Linked DNA regions of Urocitellus parryii: region 2 is linked to region 1. The links are chromatin contacts, called in public Hi-C maps. All regions are on one chromosome and are shown on one strand. The core of a region is the stretch at or near the end of the contact, and the rest is flanking DNA. Distances in the headings are between cores, read along the strand shown.

Region 1 (4,222 bases), core at 990-3,489:
TGCTCCAATTCAATCCCCAGGACTTTTCCTTTTCCTCCCTTCTCCTACCCCTTGTTCTCTTTCCTTTATTCTATCAGTCTTTTTTCAATTTATTAAGTTTTTTCAATTAGTCAGATTAACATTATAGATATGTTACAATGAATTTCACCTGTGTGTGTGTATCATGCACTGTTTTTTTAAACAAAGGATTTGTCTTGTTAGTGACTAATATAGCCAGTGACTTTAAGTTGAAGCTGAAAGCATATTTGTTCCTCCAAATACTCTAGGGCTTATGTGAATATTGAACCTATTCTACTTTTTCTCTATAAATGGATCAACAATGTCTAGATGATAGAAGATCTGTTAACAACATGGTTTGTTCACTATTGAGATTTACTGCTCTCAAAAAAAGATTCCTTTCAAAATATTTCTGCTCTTTAACAATACAACTGGTCACCCAAGAGCTCTGACAAAAGATGAACAATGAGGGCTGGGATTGTGGCACAGCAGCAGAGAGCTTTCCTGGCACAGTGGGGGGGGGGGCAGTGGGGGGTGGAATAGAGGACGGGAGCCTGGTTCAATCCTCAGCACCACATAAAAATAAAGGCATTGTGTTGTGTCCATCTACACCTAAAAAATAAATATTTTTAAAAATGAACAATGAGATTAATGTCTTCATGCCTGCTAACACAAGATCCATTCTTCAGCCCAGGGAACAAGGAGTCATTTTGACTTTCTGCATTTATGATTCATGGGGTCCGGTGTTAAAAAAAAGTCAACATCAACAAGTTTGAAAGAAGTTGATTCCAACTCTGATGAATGACTTTGAGGAGTTCAAGACTTCTGTGGAGGAAGTATCTGCATATGTGCTGGAAATAGCAAGGGGATTAGAATTACAAGCAATGCCTAAGATGTGACTACTCCTACAATCTCATGATAAAACATCTGTGCATAAGTAATTGTTTCTTATGGATAAATGAAGAAAATGGCTTCTTTAGATGAATTTACTCTGGAGAAGATGCTGTGAACATTGTTGAAATTACAATAACAAAAGATTCAGAATATTACTTAAAGTTAATTGATTAAGCCACTGCAGGGTTTGGGAGGATTGACTACAATTTTGAAAAAAAGTTCTGTGGATAAAATGCTACAGCATTGCATACTGCAGAGAAATCTTTCATGAAAGAGTCAAATGATGCAGCAACTTTATTGTTGCCTTATTTTAAGAAATTGCTGTAGCCACTCCAACCTTCAGCAACCACCTCTCTGATCAGTTAGAGCAGCTTCAACATGGAGGTACGCCCTCCACCAGGAAAAGGATTATGCTGCACTGAAGGCTCAGATGATCATTAGCAATTTTAACAGTAAAATATTTTTAAATTAAGGTGTTTATGTTTTTTTTTAGACAATGTTATTTTGCACTACAAAGACTATAGTGTAAATATAATTTTTGTATGCACCAAAACAACAACAACAAAAACTTATGAGACTCTCTTAATTGCAATATTCACTTTATTGCTGTCTGGAACGGAACCTTCAGTAGATATGCAGTATGCTTTTACAGGATTTGAATTGTATGAACACCTAGAGGTTCACTATTACCATCTTCTATGTCCAATCAGTTGATTCTAATTTCTGTAATGTCACTAGATTGATAGCATCTAATAGGTGCAAGAACTCAGTGTTGTCAAGAGTGAACAGATGTCTTACACCTGGGGGTTACCAGAGATACAAGGAAGAAAAATGAACTATTTTTATGTGGAATGAGCTCTGGTGATTCTAATATTGAAAACCATTCCATAGAGAAAATTTTCAAAGGATATACAGGGTGCTTACCAAAGACAAGATTAAAAATTCCATTGAAAATTTGAAAGGAAGAATTTGTTTAATTGAATGGTAGTATACTGAATTCACCTTTATAGTTAAAATCACATCTCTACACAATTTATAACTGGATCTCTAGTTTAACATATTGCCCATGATTACCATATTTATCTGTATTAATTAAGGTAAACGAATTACACCTATCCCCGGTTTGCCCCGTCCACATCTGCTAATAAGCCCCGCCTTCTGCTTCGGGATTCCAGCCAATCCTGTATTTCATAACATCCTTGAGCAGAGCTATCGCGAGACTCTCGCGGTAGCCTTAGATGGGCTTTAACTGAGTGGACTTGCGCAGAATTGACGCATGAAGCCAGAGCGGGACACAGGGGGCGGGGCGCTCCGACGTGCGCGTTCACTTTGACCCCACGCTCCAGCGCGCACCCGGCAGCCGGGCGCTGTGGTTTCTGGGCCCCCCTGTGAAAGCCGACGCTACCCAGCATACCGCGCGCGTGCCCACCTTAGGCGGATGTTCAGTGGGCGGCGAATGCCTGCTGGGGGTCTGCAAGGGCATTTGAGGGACCCGGGTCTAGTGCAGAGAGACTCGAGAGGCTTGGATAACCAGCCGAGGTAGGTGCTTGGGTGATAGAGGGTCAGGGGTCAGAGGTTGCGGAGGGAAGACGTCTCTGGCCTCCCAGGGCCACGGAGAGAGGACTTGGGTGTCCCGGACCTCGGGAAGCGCCAAGGGCTGAAGGGGAACGGCAGCGCGAGCCTCCCGGACCCCATCCTCTTCCCGGACTTGCGGGCCTCCGGACCGCAGCAGCTTTCTCGGGGGCTGGCGCGGGGCGTGGGAAAGGTGGCCATTCTTCTCACCGTGGATTGGGGCCTGCGGTGTGCGGTGTGGGGTCGAGACCACGCTTCACTGCCAGAGGGGCGGTAGTCGCGGTCGGCGGCCTCGGGGTGGCTTTTTGCCCAGCTTGCTAGGAATGGTCGGCTGCTTCCAGCGCCGCTCCAACTCCTGTAACCTCTTTTGCTTCTTTTGGGAGGATAACTGGGTATCTTCGGATACTTACCTATGCCCCCTGGAGGCTGGCACTGGGCAGCCTCCCGGCTTCTTGGTGTGCGGGATTGTGTAGAGTTAAAGGGGAGGCAGGGACTTCCAAGTTCGTCTGACTGAAAGCTCTGTTACCTTCTGGAGTTAGATTAATTACATTGCATTGAAAATCGCTCTTGTACATTGTGCATTTGTGTTAGCTAGGTTCATGAAGGAAGGTGTGATTGTATCTGATGATTGACGATCCCTGTCAGATATACATTATTATTAAATCGTGGCAAGTAAACCTGAGCTCTTTTCTCAAGCAGCTCGGCATTTGCATGAGGTAGGAACCCTAGATGTTTGATGTTTTCCTACTTGTACTTAAATTAACTTGAGACTGTCACTGAACAAAATAACATAATTTTGAAGTTGTTACTGCTATTTTTAGTTTTTCCAGTGGGCGATAGCAGGAATGATGACACTCCCTTGAGTAGAAGTGATCCATAATATCTGTACTGTCAAATTGTGGTAATACTGGATTATTAAGAGATTTCAAGTCCTTTGTAACAACTGGACTTTGTTTGCCTAAACCAACACCTTGGGCAGTGAAATGGCAAATGTATATTTCTAGTTGTCCTTGATAGCCTGAGTCATGGTCTGTTATGGATTTGTTGTAATTCAGGATTTGTTTATCATTGAATGAAGGAATAAATCATTTGGAGGGGAATTTTTTAAATTTAATACTCATTTGTTATGTTCTCTTAATAACAGTTTATTTACTTTTTTAGCAGTCCCTCTTATTTTTGTTAAAAGATACAATTTGTTCAGTTTTTTTTTAATTTTTCCTGTCTCATTCTGGGACAGAGATAGCAAAGAATAGTTTTTCTATTCTCTGAAGTCTGATAGAATGTGAATTAAAGAGACTTCTCAAAAAAGAAATGTGAATAAAGTACTGTAGATCCTTATAATGAAGGAAGATAGGAAGTTAGAGATCTTTGTTTCACCTTGTTTTTGTATATCATTTTTATCCTGGCACTGACCTGGCTTTGGAGGTAAAATACTGAATAAGATACTATTCTTAGTCAACTTTCAAGAAATTCATAGTGAACCCTGGAGCAATTAGAATGAAGCATGAGAGATCCTTAAGTCAATTTCCTCAGTCATACATGGCAGGAAGGCTTTCTGGAGAATATAGGACAGCCACTGGGAGGAAAGTGTGAGAGGGTGTTTACATCAAAAGGCTTTTTGCATTTAAATGCAGGACAGTAAAAGTGTGACCCATACAGAAAACTTCACATAATTACATTTTACCCAAATACTAATATTTATGGAGGGTGAAGAAGTAGAACAATCAAAGGTCTGATTCAAAAGGTATGAAGACACATG
Region 2 (3,991 bases), core at 637-3,136, 200 kb after region 1:
GCTCCAGAAGAAATGAGAAGTCATTGAAATCAGAATTCCGTCGTTGCATGGCCAAATGACTCTTATTTTCCTAAAATTACTCCAAGAATATTTTGTAACAGCAACCTGAATAAACCAACTCACATGCGACTGTGAGTTCATGTCTGTTTTGCTACGGAATCAGCCATGTTTGGCCAGCCTTGCTGTCTTACATTTTTTCTTGGTGTCTACCCTCAAGCTTAGCAATGAAGCCAGATTTAAAGTTAGGTAGTTAGTGTAGTTAGGTAAATTGGGTCTAATACCGAGTGAAATCTAAAATGGAGGCCATGCTGAGAATGACTCAGGGAAACACAGGACAATTCATGGAATGTTAGTGAAGTCCCGAAAAGGCCCTAGGCCAAAGTCCACCTGGAAGAAGTATTAATGAATAGCCCCAGCAGATTTGAAGATAGCCCATCACAAAGGAGTGATAATGAAGTCCTTCCTGCTCAGACCACTTCTTTGGCCCACCTGTGTCCCACCCCTCTGGCCTTCCAACCTACATTCCATCACTGAAAGAACTATAAAAAGGGGAGACAACTGCACTTCCACGGATTCCACCTTCTGGGTCCCCTTCTTCCTCCGGGAGAAGTCTTTTCTTCTGTCCTTTAATAAATTTCTAATCTCTACTCTGACCTTGCCTCTGCGTGCTTCTTTGGTGTTATTCTTCAACATCGGGGAGCAAGAACTCGACACCGGTCAGCGGTAACAGCAACCAACCAAACTTTGAGCGGAATATCAACATTTAAGAATGAAATGTATTATTAGTGTACTAATTGTTCTATAGAGAGCGTTTGTGTAATTTACAATATTTTATAATTTTTTATGATTTTCTGCATGCATAAAATTTTGTTTTTCCCCTCCTCCTCACTATTGACAAGTTTCCAAAAACTGACAAGTAAGTACTGACTTTAATTCACTTAAAGGATGTGTTATTATGTTAAATGTTGGTGAATATAGAACAGTAAGGCGTGAGACTAATAGAGTGGAAAAACCAAAAAGGAACAAACATAAACAGAACATTCTTTATCTGTGACAAGGACAAATTGAAGTGCCACCCCCACCCCCCGCCAAGATTTAAATACTTTTCTCTTGGCCAAAGATCTTCAAGCCTCTGGTTTTTGACTTCAAATGTTTTGAGTTAAAAAGTAGTGATTTTTATTAGAAGTAAATTTTAAATAAAGGGTTTTTGTTTCTATACCATTTTTAAAAGAAAAATCATGAAAGCCATAAAAGTTTTGGTCTTGTTTTGATCTTGAAAATATGTACTCCAAACCCATTTCCACATTCTAAAAATAGAGTGTTTTCAAAAACAGAAAGCGATCCTGTGTTTTGCCAGGCATCTAACAGGAGTAGGCAGGGGAAAAGTATGAGATGTGTTTGGGTCAGCTCTAGGCCCTGAGTAGGGCGTCCTGCACCCACCCCAGACCCTTTAAACCAGGTGGATCCCGTAAGATCACTGGTTTACACCCTCATTTTACAAAAACCCAGAGACTCAGAGTGGCTGAGCCCCGCCGCTGGGTCCAGGACCCTCCTCCAACTGCACTATTTGGGGCCCTATCTAGATGCGGATCCTTTTTGACCTTCGCAAAGGTAATTTCGAGTCTCTTGGAAATTCGTCAGGACAGTCACTACGTTTAGACGTTTTTCGCCTCCGATGGCTGGGTCCCCGGTGCCCGGCGGCTGCGGTGCAGCAAGAGGCCTCTGGTGGCTCCACTGACAACTTCCCGAAGTCGCCAGCCCGGGCCTGCAGGAGGCCAGCGCTGCCCGGCCGCGTGATGTAGCCCAAAAAAGGCGCTGCCCCGCACGTGTCCCCGCCGCCCCGGGCCGCCCGCGCCGCCGTCCAATCGCGGAGGCCGCTCGCGCGGGGAGCCCGGGTACCCGGAGCCGCGCCGCCGCCGCCATGCGGTTCCGCTTCGGGGTGGTGGTGCCGCCCGCCGTGGCCGGCGCCCGGCCGGAGCTGCTGGTCGTGGGGTCGCGGCCGGAGCTGGGGCGCTGGGAGCCGCGAGGCGCGGTGCGCCTGAGGCCGGCGGGCGCGGCGGCGGGCGCGGGGGCGCTGGCGCTGCAGGAGCCCGGCCTGTGGCTGGGGGAGGTGGAGCTGGCGCCCGAGGAGGCGGCGCGCGACGGGGCGGAGCCGGGCCGCGTGGACACCTTCTGGTACAAGTTCCTGAAGCGCGAGCCGGGAGGAGCGCTCAGCTGGGAAGGTACGGCCGTCCGCGCGCCCGCCTCCCGCGCTGCCCGGGAGGGCGCCGTCCCTGTCCCCGCGCGCCTCTCGTCCCCTGTGGTCTCTCGACCCTCCGACCCCGCTCCCTCTCCCAGCCCACAAGGCGTCGCTTTCCTATCGCGCCAGTGTCGCGGGCCTTCGTCACCAGGGCCCGGCCTCTTCGCCCTCCGTGGCCCCGCTGCGCGGTCCCCGGGCCGTCCGCTGTGGGTGTCAGCGCCCAGCTCCGCCTGGCTTCCCTGCCCTCCTTTCCCGTCCCAGTTCCTAAAAAATATATATATATATATATATATATATATATATATATATATATATCTCCAACCAGTGACAATTAGCCTTTTCGATAATCCGAGGCTACAGTGTCCTACTTTGTAGAATTTGCTCCCTGGAGTTGGAGAGTGAACTAATGCAAAAACATCGAGTATTTACCATTTTCGGTTTTCAGAAAAGATCTCAGATACATGACAGTTGAGGCATGACCGGATTTCTTGAAATATAAACTACATATTGGTTGTAAAAGTAAAACAATAAAAAGTACGAATTTAAATGTACAGTGTCTTCTATATATGTAAATAAATTGCCTGCACACACACACTATATATGTATATATACACACATATTTATTTAGCACATACATATATTTAGTATACATACTTATAAAATAAAAATTGTATATATGTAATTCTGAATCTGTCTTTTTTTGTTTAACCATGTTGTGCATACCTTTCAGTGTTACTGCATAAAAATGTATTTTGTTTTTTAAGTGGAAAGAGAATTCTGCATCCTCCAATGTGTATTAAAGTTATTTCTAGTTTTCAGGTTTCCTCTGTTACAAACAATAATGGTTTGATTGGAAGTACCTATGCAAAGTTATCTTTGAGTATTTTGGAGTTTTTCCATAGGGTGGATTTAAAGAAGTGAAAATATTGGTGAGAATGTAGCCATGTTTTACATTTCAATAAGGGTTGCCAAATTATACTCCAAAAAGGAGATTCCTTGGGCTTCTCCCCAGACCCCCAACAGTGTCTGAACTGAGACAACAACCCTCCTCCTCCTCCTTATTCTTCTAGTTGGTGCAAATTTTATAATTTTATTTATTTTTAAATTTCATTATCGTTTAACTTTTTATTTAATTGATTTTATTTTTTTAAATACAGACAGCGGAATGCATTACAATTCTTATTACACATATAGAGCACAATTTTTCATATCTTTGTATATAAAGTATCATTTAATTTTTAAACACTTTTTATTGATTCATAATACTTATGCATTAAGTAGGATTTATTTTGACATAATTATAAATGCATGGAGCATAATTTGCTCCAACTAAGTCCCCATACTTACACTTAACCTCTTCTTCCTCCTTCTTCCTATTCCCTTTCCTCTACTGATTTTTTTCTACTCATTTACATTTCTTTAAAAAAGTTAGTTTCCTGGCTGGGGATGTGGCTCAAGCGGTAGCACACTCACCTGGCATGCGTGAGGCACTGGGTTTGATCCTCAGCACCACATAAAAATAAAGATGTTGTGTCCACCAAAAACTAAAAAATAAATATTAAAAAATTCTCTCTCAAGAAAAGTTAGTTTCCTGTGGTTATACATAATGGTGAAATCCACTGTACTATATTCATACATGTACATTGGAAAGTTTGGTCAGATTCATTCCACTGTTTTTCCTTTATTCTGTCCGGTCTCCCCCCTCCCAACCGCCGCCTTCTACTCACCCCATCTTTCTTTTATTTGATAGAA

Evidence for each region. Hi-C and Micro-C count contacts between places; a contact is called where the count stands out from the background.
Region 2: a contact with region 1 is called in a Hi-C map of muscle, with 2.5 times the contacts expected there. The contact joins the promoter of Epm2a here to the promoter of Shprh in region 1. A contact is called at or near these places in 2 of 2 Hi-C or Micro-C datasets (liver and muscle).

The regions. Positions count from the first base shown.
Region 1 is chr8:19,960,442-19,964,663 of mUroPar1.hap1, forward strand. It overlaps Shprh (SNF2 histone linker PHD RING helicase), which reads left to right and starts at 2,240. Exons shown (of 31, transcript XM_077801664.1): 1 at 2,240-2,430.
Region 2 is chr8:20,160,636-20,164,626 of mUroPar1.hap1, forward strand. It overlaps Epm2a (EPM2A glucan phosphatase, laforin), which reads left to right and starts at 1,887. Exons shown (of 4, transcript XM_026397616.2): 1 at 1,887-2,222. The coding sequence starts at 1,922.